Linked DNA regions of Mus musculus: region 2 is linked to region 1. A link is a contact called in public Hi-C data. All regions are on one chromosome and are shown on one strand. Each heading gives the region's core, a stretch centred on a gene start, on an enhancer-like site or on the middle of the called end of the contact. The rest is flanking DNA. Distances are from core to core; before and after follow the strand shown.

Evidence for each region. Hi-C and Micro-C count contacts between places; a contact is called where the count stands out from the background.
Region 2: a Hi-C map of uterus shows a contact between it and region 1, with 3 times the contacts expected there. The contact joins the promoter of Lum here to the enhancer-like site in region 1. A contact is called at or near these places in 2 of 39 promoter capture datasets (the 3T3-L1 cell line and maxillary cranial neural crest), 1 of 484 Hi-C or Micro-C datasets (uterus) and 1 of 9 other capture datasets (adipose tissue).

What each region holds. Positions count from the first base shown.
Region 1 is chr10:97,347,706-97,354,495 of GRCm38.p6, reverse strand. No RefSeq gene overlaps it. Among named protein-coding and RNA genes, the nearest start is that of Mir3966, 72 kb to the left of the region's middle. Within about 2 kb of position 3,240, at least 5 of the 459 cell types and tissues checked have an H3K27ac peak or open chromatin away from gene starts, as enhancers often do. A contact at or near this core is called in uterus, where this site is marked.
Region 2 is chr10:97,562,741-97,569,350 of GRCm38.p6, reverse strand. It overlaps Lum (lumican), which reads right to left and starts at 3,850. Exons shown (of 3, transcript NM_008524.2): 1 at 3,466-3,850; 2 at 245-1,127. The coding sequence starts at 1,106.

The DNA.
Region 1 (6,790 bases), core at 1,991-4,490:
CAGCCTCCAAACACTGACACCATTGCATACACTAGCAAGATTTTGCTGAAAGGACCCTGATATAGCTGTCTCTTGTGAGACTATGCCGAGTAGCAAACACAGAAGTGAATGCTCACAGTCAGCTATTGGATGGATTACAGGACCCCCAATGGAGGAGCTAGAGAAAGTACCCAAGGAGCTAAAGGGAACTACAACACTGTAGGTGAAACAACAATATGAACTAATCAGTACCGGGGAGCTCTTGTCTCTAGCTGCATATGTATCAAAAGATGGCCTAGTCGGCCATCACTGGAAAGAGAGGCCCATTGGTCATGCAAACTTTATATGTCCCAGTACAGGGGAACGCCAGGGCCAAAAAGTGGGAGTGGGTGGGTAGGGGAATTGGGGGGGAGGGTATGGAGGACTTTTGGGATAGCATTGGAAATGCAAATGAGAAAAAATCCCTAATAAAAATATTAAAAAAAAACAATGCTTGCATGAGTAAAAGATCAAATAACTTGCCACCACAAAGTCTTTGACTCCTAAATCACATCTCCAGTCTTGACTGTTGCTGCTCCCATGAGATTCTCAATGGCAACTGGACCTATGACATTTGACTATGGGAGAGAAATTTCCTTTCTCCTTGCTCTAGGCTCTGAGTCTCAGAAGGCTGCAACCCACAGGCAAAATTCATCTGTAAGATGGTAAAACACAGATACATGCTTGTGTTTTTTAATTAATAAACTCATGTACTACATTGAATGCAATTTAGCATTTTCTCAATTGTTTGTAAAGCTATCGTCTTATATCAAAACACATCAACCCGATGCTCAAATGTAATCATTAAATTATTTAAAAGCACTTGGAAACCCCTGACCATGTAAAACTCTTCCTACATTGGACGCTCTGAGTTGAGATTACATGCTTGCTTCAACATCTTGGGCAAAACCATTAAAGTAATTCCTCAAAATATGTAATTCTATCTTCGATGATCTTTATTTATTTACTAATTTAAACCCAATCTTGGGATTAATAGGTATTTTGATTTACTTAGAAAAAGAAAATAATTTTCTTTTTTTTCCCCAGACTTAATATGTTTATGCATACATACAGTCCAAAAGGAGAACATGGAAGCCATCATTTAATCACAGCCTCCTTAGTAAATGTGGAAAATAATTTTCTAATTAGTTGTTTTGATAAAGCTGCTCTGAAAATAACCTTTAACAACAACAACAACAAAAAAAAAACACCAAAAAACTTCTTTTGAAATATTGACTAGATATCATCCAATTTAAAAAGAAAAGAAAAACCCAGAGCTTGGCATATGTTTAGGAACACTAATTGTAGACTTGGGTTTCTCAGTGTTCCCTGAGAAGCAATAGAACAGTCTTTCCTTGGAGAAACTGAAATAATGATGCTAACAGCCCACATTCACAGTAAGAAACTGGGATCAGAAAAAAAGTGAGAAGGAATTCCAGGGTGAATGCCAAACTACCAAGATAAAATGCAAAGAATGATCGATCGCGGCTCCTCAGCTTCCAAAGATGAGTTTTTCAGTTCTGCATGGAAAGAGCTGTTGAGTGAGTCCCGTTTGCAGAAAGCTAGATTTTGCCACGGGTAAAGGTTGCTGAGAGGAGCAATCATAAAGCCTTAATGGCAGTCATTTTTAAATGTTTACTCTTAAATCTCATTCCTAAGCCACTAAAACTGGGCTGTCTGTTGCTAAAACGAAGGGGGTTCCAGTAAACTGCTGTAAAATCTCAGACCATTAACATCCATGGAGATGACTCTCTTGGGAATTCAGATACAGCCTTGGCCATCTTAGCATGGACAGTTAGACATCTGTGGCAGACTTTATGGAGACAACTGAAGGTTGTTTTCATGTCGCTGCCATAGAGAATTTCTCTGTTAGAACCACTGATTTATTGAAAATAGCCCCAACCCATTATGAACCTAATAAGTTGTATCCCTCGTATCCTATATTGATCTTCTTGACAAACAGTGCTAAGAGGATTGAAAAAAGATTGTGAGAATAAGTTGAAGCTCATTTGAAAGAGCCTTTTGGATGGAACAGTCAGGTCTGGTAGCCAATAGCAAGGGCAAAGAAAAGAAACCTTAATGGCATTCATTTCTCAGCTGAGCTCTGGTTTCACACGTTTAAGTCATATGTTATGGGAATGAAGAGTAAGACAAGTCTAACATTACTCGTTAAAATTATCTGTGAAAATATCCCGAATAATATTCATAATATTCAGAATAATAATATCTGTATTCATCTCATCATGTTGTTGTGGGTTTTGCAATGAGGAAGAGTTTGGGCTCAACTTGAAAGTGAATATGGTGATCCGCCCCCAGTGGGCAGGGGTGGGAGGAAGACAACAGAGGATTGGAAAGTATTCGGGGAAATCTGAATAACAAGAAAAACAAGTGCAGTGCTTTCTAGGTCAGTACAACCTAGGATTCTTGCTGATGGCAATCCAAAATCACCCAATGTGGAATCCCATCTGATATGGGGTTATCAGATACTAATCACCTATCAAGGATGAAAAACTCAGGCTACACTTCAAATTCTTGGTAAAATTGGTCATATATGGATGAAGGCTCAGAAGTCATGATTTTGTTGATAAGGACATATAGATTAGAGGCTGATCAAAGAGACAACCTGTCAACATCCCCCAAAGATGTATATGTACATATTTACAGTATTCATGAAGCAGAAATCATTCCTGTTATAGACAATGTATAATATTTTTATATCATATTTATATATCATAAAATAATATATTTCAGTGCCCCAAATTAGGGCACACCTTCTAGATTTTTCTTGGGGTAGAGGGTAGGACATGTCTTTGCCACCTAAAAGAGCAATGGACAAGACTATTTCAGTCCTAGATCAAGCAGAAACATCTAGGCAAGTCATTTTTTATCTACAACTACCTTTCCCAGAGATTGTTATGTTCTTTAAGGAACAAAGTCTGCCACAAACCATCCTTGAGACCACCTTTCCCCTGTGTTTTGCTGGAGTACATTAAAGGCTGCTATGTCTTCAAGCCATCATCTACCTGCTGGCTACATAATCCTCATTATATGATGACTAACATCCAGGCTCCAACTTATGCATTAGTGAGTTATAAAAAAAAGTCATTAAAAATAGGGTTGGTGTTTTAAGACATAATATGTTAGTCCAACTCATAAGCCAGGGTGAATTCTCAGGCTCTGGCAGCAGCTTATCTGCATTTGTCTTGAGCCCTTTCAATCCAAGGAAAGAAAGTGACATAAAAGTTTGGCACATACTTGCACATACTTTCCAGGGCAGGGGAGGAATCTCATACAAGGCTGCACTTAAAATTAGACACTTTTATTACTAAGAGGAATAACAGAAAAAGAAATTGTCTACATTAAGTTCAAATCCAGAAAACAAAAGTTAGAATGGAATGTTACAATCATTGCAAGTTTTTATTCCCTGAATGCTGGCTTTAGATTCTCTCCAAATCCTTATCCCTCAGTTCAGTGACCTATATACTTTAATGTAACTTGAAAACTACATACTCTTAACAATCTTCGATATAGAAGTATCAATAACAAATGACACCTTTGTTGTGGGTAGGTAATTGGGTTCTTTCTTATTATATTTTAAATTGATAATAAAATATAATTTTGATTTGCAGTTAGCACTCAGAGGTTTCTGTTTTGTATGCTTCAGTGATTTCTACACTGTAAGCCACAGGCATAAATACCTTTTTGGTTTCTTCTCTCCGGTCCCTCAGAAGTGCTTATTTTAGCTTAGGTCCAATATATTCTCCGTAATGGTGTGTGTGTGTGTGGGGGGGGGTGGTATTAGAAAACAAAACAAATATAAGACACACACACACACACACACACACACACACACACACATGTCAGAATGACTATTTCAATTTGAAATTTAGAAAACAAAGTATGTCCCAAATACAGCATGATATTTTCCTTCACTAAACACAGTACTTGTTACATATCTGAAATTTAAAGTTAATTGCAAATTGCATGCTTTAATGTGCTTCAGCTAGTAAGCTATCTTCTAGAATACATTAGGCAGCTGTTGATAGATAGATAGATAGATAGATAGATAGATAGATAGATAGATAGATGCATACATACATACATACATACATTTCTCCTTAACATGCTTTTATGTAATAACTATTCCAGCTGGAAACCCATGCCAGGAGAAAGACTTCACCTCTGACACTGCCTGGAGAACCAGAAATCAAAGGATTGGTGGCCTAGGACAGAACCCATCACCCAGAACAAAAATGAAAGAAAGGAAGAAAGAAAGAGAGACGGAAAGGGAGAAAGAAAGGAGGAAAGAAAGAATTCCTAATTCTTTTTTGTTTGTTTTGTTTGTTTGTTTTGGTTTTGGGTTTTTTTTGTTATTGTTGGTTTTGGTTTTGGTTTTGTTTTGTTTTTTGTTTTTTTGTTGGTTTTTTTTTTTTTTTTTTTTTTTTTTTTTTTTTTTTTGAGACAGGGTTTTTCTGTGTAGCCCTTGCTGTCCTGGAACTCACTCTGTAGACCAGACTGGCCTTGAACTCAGAAATCTGTCTACCTCTGCCTCCCAAGTGCTGGGATTAAAGGCGTGCACCACCACTGCCTGGCTGAATTCTTAATTCTTAATGATATTGTCCTATACTTGTAGACAGTACCATCAGGGAGGCTCCAGTTAGCAAGGGATGGAAATAGATTCAGAATGTTGTAACCCAAACATTACACAGAGCTTGAGACTCCTGTGATGGGGTGGGGGTAGGATTGTAGGCACCAGCAGGGTCAAGGACATCACAAGAAAACCCACAGACTACGCCGGGGCCTAGCAAACACATAAGTGGATGCTTAGAGTCAGCTATTGGACAGATCACAGGGCCCCCAATGGAGGAGCTAGAGAAAATACCCAAGGAGCTAAAGGGATCTGCAACCCTATAGGTGGAACAACATTATGAACTAACCAGTACCCCAGAGCTCTTGACTCTAGCTGCATATGTATCAAAAGATGGCCTAGTCGGCCATCACTGGAAAGAGAGGCCCATTGGTCAGGCAAACTTTATATGCCCCAGTACAGGGGAACACTAGGGCCAAAAAGTGGGAGTGGGTGGGTAGGGGAATGGGGGGAGGGTATGGGGGACTTTTGGGATTGAAAGATCCTGACAGAATGTAAAAGGTCACAGAAGCCCTGAAATTAGCAAGATAGATGTCAGTGTTAGCAGAACTAGCTTCACTGATTTAGAAAAATAGAGGTGCACAATGCTCTGGCCACTCCTTGAACCTGTGTGTCTGCCAATGTTCTGACCAGGTGTGTGCCCATTGCTGCACCTTCATTAGACTCTTTCCTTGTACCCCTCCCATACCCATTTCTTGAGAATAGACATTGTTTAGATCTGGAAATCCCCTACTCTACCCCCCTTCTCCTTTCCCCCATGAGGGCCTATAAAAACCGGGACCTCTTTCTCCTCGAGGTCAACTCCTCTACCCCTGTGTGGGATATGAGTCGTCCCCAGAGCTCTGGCTTTCCCCGAATAAAGCCTCATGTGGTTTGCAACAACTCGGTCTATCGTGAGTTCTTGGGTGTCCACTAGTGTCCTGAGGCCTGAGCAAGGGGCTCCTCTCAGAGTCTTTCAGGATAGCATTGGAAATGTAAATGAGGAAAATACCTAATTTAAAAAAAATAAAGATTTTGTGTTTTATCAAGAAAAAAAAAACCCCGCAGAATCAACTAACCTGGCCTCACAGGGCCTGACTGAGACTGAACCGGACAGTCAGTTAGCCTGCACATTAGCCTAACCTAGGCTCTCTGTATACGTTACAGTTGTGTAGCTTGGTGTTTTTGTAGGACTCCTAACAGAAGGAACAGGGGCTTTGCTGTCTCTGATTGTTTTGTCAGCTTTCACTTTTCTGTTCCAGCATCTCTCATACAAGAATCTATTTTACACACTCACAGATGAGAAGCACAAACACCAAGGCAGCCACAGACTCTTGAATCTATGATGGTATATGGCCTATATGGCATGTTAAGGCAATGATGGCACAAAGCTAGTGAAACTGATTAGACCTAACACCCACTCCATGAGATGGAACCCATTTGCAACACTACCTTCCTGACCAAGAGCCTGAAACTAGATAGCCCAGAGACCTAGGGAAAAAAAAAAAAACCACAATAACACTCATCTAAGAAGGAGGTGATAACTCCTAATGACATTCTGCTATGCTCATAGATAAGGACTTTGTTCAGCTATCCTTAAAGAAGTTCCCTCCTGTAGTAGTGCGAATACAGACACTCCCAGTTGGGCATTAAGCAGAGAGTGGAGCATTCAGCCCTTCATGGGATGTCCCCATCAGTCCCTTCCCTCAGAACTCAAGGAACCCCATGGGAGATAAGGGAGAAAGAGTGTGGGAGCTATAGAGGATGGAGGAGACCAAGGAAACAAGGCCCTCCAAGAAAACGTGAGCAAAGCTTACATAAACTCACAGAGTCTGAAGCAGCACACACAGCGCCTCTGAGTGTGCATACTGATTTCCTCTTTACTGCTTTTATGGGACTCCAGAGTATGCAAATGAGTGGCTCTCTCATTTCTGTGCCTTCTCTTGAGCTCTTTTCTTTATGTAATTTTTTCTTATATTTTTGTCTAATCTTTTTATAATTTTTTAAAAAAGAATGGATGGATGGATGGATGGATGGATGGATGAAACAATGGAAGAAATCTAGCCACTAGGGTAAATGTAATAACTGAACTGTTATGTATGCGTCCTAGGAAAGAGAAACTCAGTTTTCTATAATATAGTGACA
Region 2 (6,610 bases), core at 2,601-5,100, 210 kb before region 1:
ATTTTATGGCTTTAGTAGCTCTTGGTCTCGACACTCTAAGGAAAGGCTAGGAACAATTCCGTGTATGACTGAGATAGAATTCCATGTTTGGATTTTGTTGTTCTTTTAATTCGTTCTTATTACATTGTGAAACCTAAGTATTTTAACTCTCAAAGTGTTTGATACAAACTTTAAGTATATAAGTAAAGTTTAATGTATACTTTAAATAATTCTAACACGGGGGGGGGGGCATCTTTATACTTACTTTCAAGTTCATTGACCTCCAGGTAATAATTTTCAAGATTTTCATTAACTGTTGGTATACTCTTAAGCTTATTATAGGAGAGATCAAGCTCGAGCAAGGATGATATATTAAACGAGTTTCCAGGTACCCCACTATCAGCCAGTTCATTGTGAGATAAACGCAGGTATTGCAGCCCAGTGAAGCGCTTGAAGTACTCATCCGGAATGTTGCTGATCTTATTATTGTCTAGGTAGAGAGTTAGAAGAGATGTAGGTAGACCAGCAGGCAGCTTGCTCATCTGATTGAAGCTCAAATCCAGGTACTCTAGTGATTTGAGACCTTTCAGAGAAGCCGAGACAGCATCCTCTTTGAGCTGGTTGTGTTGAAGATAAATGAAGGTCAAGTTGACCAGCCCGTCGAAGGAGCCGAGCTTGCTGATTTTATTATTGGTCAGCTGTAGGTCTTGCAGGGACTTTGGAAGTGGACCGACGGACTCGGTCAGGTTGTTGTAGTTTATATGCAGTTTCTTCAGTTGTTTCAGCTTAGAGAAAACCTTTCCTTTGATCTTGGAGTTTTCTAGAAGGTTGTGGTCAAGAATGAGCCACTGCAGGTCTGTGACGTTCTCAAAGGCCTTCTCATCAATATGGTCGATTTGGTTATTCCTCAGGTAAAGGTACTTGATGCCAGGAGGAACCATTGGCACACTCTTCAACTTGAGGTCATCACAGTACATGGCAGTTGGGTAGCTGTGGGGGCAGTTACATTCTGGTGCACAGTTGGGTGATATTTGCCCATACATGAAGAGAGGGATGTCATAATCGTAGTATTGGCCACTGACACTACCGACTAATGCCAAGGCAAGAGAGAACGCACATACATTCATTTTCAGCAAGTCCTCTGTGACCTACATAAAGTGGAAAAACGAATCATTACAGCATAATATAATTTCAAGGGGAAAAAAAGTTCAATTTTCATTAAATTCATTAACAAAGTGCGTTTTTTTTTTTTCATTTCATTTTCAGTGCCTCCAAAATAGTGTCTTCACTGCCCTTTGAAACTTTCTATTTAAGTATAAGGAGAAGGCTGCCGGGAAGGGGAGGGTGTGTGTGTGTGGGGGGGGGGGGGGGCGTGTTGTTCACACCTTTGGGTGGAAACAGGTTTCAGGTGTGTACGCATGCGCCCCCTTGTGGTCTGGCTTCCAAATTTTTAGGCCCTGTCTTCTGATACTTCCTTAATCGATATATCAGTCAGGGTATTTCCTGGTGGCACCATCTCACACAATGTGAGAAACCCTATTTAAGAATATCCCCTAATCCAGAAGAAAGGACACTTAGAAGACAACAGGAAATTCCTCCGTATATTCTGCCATCAACATCATTAAAATGTCTCATTAGAGAGATCCTAAGTGGGTGCAGGGGCAATCTGTGGTTTTGCCCTGAGGCAAACTGCTCTTGCTGCTTGTGAGGTAGAAGAGGCAATAAGCGCATTCCTTTCAAGGGGCCTTGTTATTGTTGTGGATTCTGGGGAAAGGGGGTTGAATTCTTAGATGGATGTTTACATTATTTGCAGCTTAACATCCCCTGCTTTAAAATCCATTGGAAGCTGTATCTGAAGCTAGTATTTAGTAAATTAATTTTAGAAGAACAAATATTTACCCAACAGGGAAACGTCAGACAGTGTTGGCTTTTATATCCAAACCAAAAAGGATACCAATTATACGAAAATAACCTTCTCTCCAACTTTAAAAGCTAAGTCCTTCTCCATTTTAAATCATGAGTTCATCTTCTTTGTGCCAACTGTAAGGTAACATGATTTGCTAATGCAGATTTTAGTGCCTTCAGAAAGTGGAGGCAGGAGAAGGCAGGGAATAAAAGACAAAACAAAAATAAAATAATAGTGATGTTGGCTTCATGAAATGTGTGCTGAGAGTGTAAGTTCAAAAAATTTCCTGGTAGTTATTTTCACATAACATATTTCTAAGATGAGATTCAACAATGATTCGAAATTCAGAGAAAAGCTAGCCATTTGCATAAAAGAAGGCTAGAACTTAAGAGTTGGGAATCACAGAATGCATTGTAAGAAAGCCCATGTTCCTGTGAGTGAAACAACATGAAGAGAATCCACATTCAATTACACCCTGCATTGCATGATATTTCATGCAAATAATATGAGACAAGCATTTGCATCAGGTAATTTGGAGGAAGTAGAAGTTGGGAGACCATGCATTTTAAATATATATGCTTTGCTTTAGCTTAGAATCATGACAGACTTCAGGAAAAGAAACATTGAAAAAGATTTTATGAAAGATACACTTGAAATTCTAACCTCAGATACAGTCACAATGCTAATAAATTATGCCCTTGCCCATGATTCTGATGGGAATTTTTAATTGAATAGTTAGGATTTGCCCTGCCTAGCACTAGGAACACAGTAACAGTACATAATCACATAAATGAATCTGTTGATTCATTTAAGTTTTGACTTTTTAAATGGAATATGCATACTAACAAAAATTTATTCCACAGTTTTGGCAAAGTAAAACTTAACAGTCTGAAATCAAAGCAACCTTGTGAACATACAATGCCTCCTCTGTGAGGGTAAGTCATACATTCGGCCCCTACTTTTTTAAATACCTCTGGTCATGAAAGAAATGCTTTTCTGCAAAAATGTAAATTGTTTCCCAGAAACTTTTAAAAACATGTACCTTAAGGTGTATATCCAAAACCACAGATCTTTAAAATGAGCAAAACACGGAGAAGTGATCCACACAAGTAACTGAGTCCTCCTGCTAACATTTTATAACCCAGAATGTTTATTGCGACCTGTAACAACATATTTTATTGCAAAACCCCTTGACTGCTGCTGGTGGTAGTGGCCTTTTTCTGTCTCAATACTAGATTTCAACATTATAACAATATGTAGCTAATTAGCATAGATAACATTTTAATTTCTGTACGTTTTTGAGTGTCTAACTTTTTTTTTTTTTTTCATTGCAACCTTGGAACGTTTTAAATTTCCCTTGCCAATCAGTCTGGCATACAGAGTGAAATTAATCCAATAGTGATGGAAAGTATAATAGGTAAAATGTGAAAATAAATGTTCAAAACTGTCATTGAATAGCAAATTGGCAAAATTCCTCTAGATCTTTTTTTTTCCTGTTCCTGTTAAAATTAAACACTGTCCCCAAGACTCAGCATCCCCTGGGGTATAGTAAGAAAAAAAAAAAAAAAAAAAGCACTTACCTTACTCTCTTGACACTGTTTCCGTTAATTTCTTAAACAGGCACACTGTGAACAAGAATCCACTAACATATGCTGTGAACTCTGTCAGGGTGGGACTGGCTGCCAGAGTCTCAGTGATACAAGAGCTGAGGAGCGTGGGGGGTGGGGGGGGGGGACCAGCCCAATCACGCCAGCCTCTGGATGAAGTTATGTCACTGTGGGCTCTTGTGGTGTTGCCTCTGAGCAAGCTTCTCTCTAACGAAGTGCAGGTGGACAAAACAGACCCTTCCACTCTGGAATCGGGGTTGGGGGAAGAGAGAGAGACAGAGAGAGAAGTACTTTACTGGATTAAACCCCTAAGAATCGAGCTTGCTACAAATGAGGCAGTTCGGTGTGAGAGGGTTTCTGCTGCAAACTTCTGAACTTCTGCATGTGTGGTGGCGGTGAACTGTGATCTGCTCAGCCAAGTCTTGTGCTCCTGTAAAGACCTCATAAATCACAAACAGAGCAAAGAATCTCAGGAAAATGCAAATGAGCACACGCAAAGGAACTGAGTCTTTTTTTTTTTTTTTTTTTTTTTTTGGCCACCCCTCTTGGATTACTTATTTGATTCACTTGGGTTAGCTTGCTCTTTGTCCTAAGGATGCATTCATTTCTGTACTGTGAGCAGCGCTTCATATACACGTTGAGACAACTGATAGGGTGAATGTCTTCTTTAGCTTGTCATGTTGAGGAAACTCTTTCTCATGTTCTTCAGATCTGGAACCACTCAGCCAAGGTCTGACCTGTTTTTCATTTGTGGATTTCCTCAGGAACTCACTCAAAACCCTACTTGAAGATTATATTCTATACTTTAAAGCCAAAAAAAGCAGAACAAAGATAACATAAATATATCCTAAAAATATCACAAGTCACTAATCTTTTTCATTCTGTTACCAGACTATTCTGACTTTTTTTCCAAGGTGGAAGGCACCCAAAGTTGTGGTCTGTCCAAAGGCCTGGCTTGATAGAGTGTTCTAACTCACTTTCTGGTATGTAATGTAGCAAATGAGTAATTTATTCAAGCCCTTATTGCTTTAATTACTTGAGAAGATTATATATATTTATAGGGTATATTTTTATTTTAAAATATTCACTTTCTATTTTTTAATTAGATATTTTTAAATTACATTTCAAATGCTATATCAAAAGTTCCCTATATCCTCCCCCAGCCCTGCTCCCCTACCCACCCACTCCCACTTCTTAGCCCTGATGTTCCCCTATACTGGGGCATATAAAGTTTGCAAGACCAAGGGGCCTCTCTTCCCAGTGATGGCCGACTAGGCCATCTTCTGCTACATATGCAGCTAGAGACATGAGCTCTGGGTACTGGTTAGTTCATATTGCTGTTCCTCCTAGAGGGTTCAGACCCCTTCAGCTGCTTGGGTACTTTCTCTAGCTCCTCCATTGTGGGTCCTGTATTCCATCCAATAGATGACTGTGAGCATCCACTTCTGTATTTGCCAGACACTGGCATAGCCTCACAAGAGACAGCTATATCAGGGTCCTTTCAACAAAATTTTGCTGGCATAGGCTATAGTGTCTGCATTTGGTGGCTGATTATGGGATGGATCCCCGAGTGGGGCAGTCTCTGGATGGTCCAGTCTTTCATCTTAGCTCCAAACTTTGCCTCTGTAACTCCTTCCATGGGTGTTTTGTTCCCTATTCTATAAAACTCTTAGAGCAAGCTGTTTCAGTATAGGTTCTACATTTTAGTTATTTTCCTTTAAAGATAGCTTGAGACACAGCTCAGTTGGTACAGCGTAGCATTAATAAAGAAATGGGTTCAATCTCCAGCATCAGATAAACTAGATGTGATAACACACAGAGGTAGGTAATTCCAGTGCTTGAAGGGTAGGGACGGGAAGAGCAGGAATTTAAGTTCATCCTCAACTACATAGTGTATTGAATCCTGCCTGGGATTCATGAGACCCCCATCTCAACATAACAATGTAAATGAAACAAAAATCAGAGTACATATCCAGTGTTTCAAATGTTAATAGTGAGACCTGAGAGGGGTACAAGTCAATAATCATGACCTTATTCACCTGGAAAGTTCACACTAGTATAAATGCCTTACATTCATTGCATATATGGAATTCAAGTTTTAAAAATATGTGAATACATATTTATACAATGTATATATGACATGAGATGTAGGGAAGACCGTTTTTAGAGGAAGGTAGCCAATGGGACTTTTGAAAGACAAAAGATGGTTTTATCCTTGCTTGAAACTGACAGAATCGAAAGATTTTTAAGTGTGATTTATTGTTATAACTATTACTATTAATAAAAATAATTATTATTATTTATAAGAATATTGTGGTGAAAGACCCACAACGTGAGGACTCCCCCACGTTCTGACTCAGGAGAGGCGACACCCCAAAATCACCCACAAGAAACGGGTCTTGCTGCAAATTGCAAGAGGATTTTTATTCAAGAGCGCTCTCGGGCCCATGGTCATACACCACGCAGGGGTAGAGGACCGTGGCGCCCCGAGTAGCTGGGTAAGGGGGTATTTAAAGGAAGAAACCGAAACTCAAGGAAGTGGGGAGGGCGTTGTTGAAAGATACCAAAGATACCAGTTAAGAGTCACAAGGAAGTGTAAAGTTACAAGAGTCACAAGGAATACCTGGTAATTGTTAACTCTCAAGACAGCTTCTAAGAGCCTCTAACAATAGCACATTTGCATTGCAGGTTCTGGGTGACTTTCTTTGAATGAGCACTCTTTGAACCCAGGAAGCGGGTGGGTAGAGGAATGTCGCTATCTCTTTTATGATTAGCATACCTTTACAAAGGCCACATTCCCAAGCCTGGGCCTAAAGGCCTAGAATTCTGTTTTTACATTGTTATACTTTCAGTGGAAAGGTGTCCTGTTTAAATAAAAGAAACAAGTATGTAAATTGTTAGGAAAAAGACTGTATTTGAGCACATGCCTCTGGGTGAGGATGAGCATTGAGTCCAGAAGAGGATGTTGGATGCTGTAAAGGTGCAGTTATAGGTGATTAAGAGCCTAATTGTAGGTGCTGGAGGTGTTCTCCCAGTCCTCTGCAAGAACAAAAGTGCTTAATAGCTAAACCATCTTCCAGACCCTAACCTCAATCTCTATAGTATAAACACACAACAC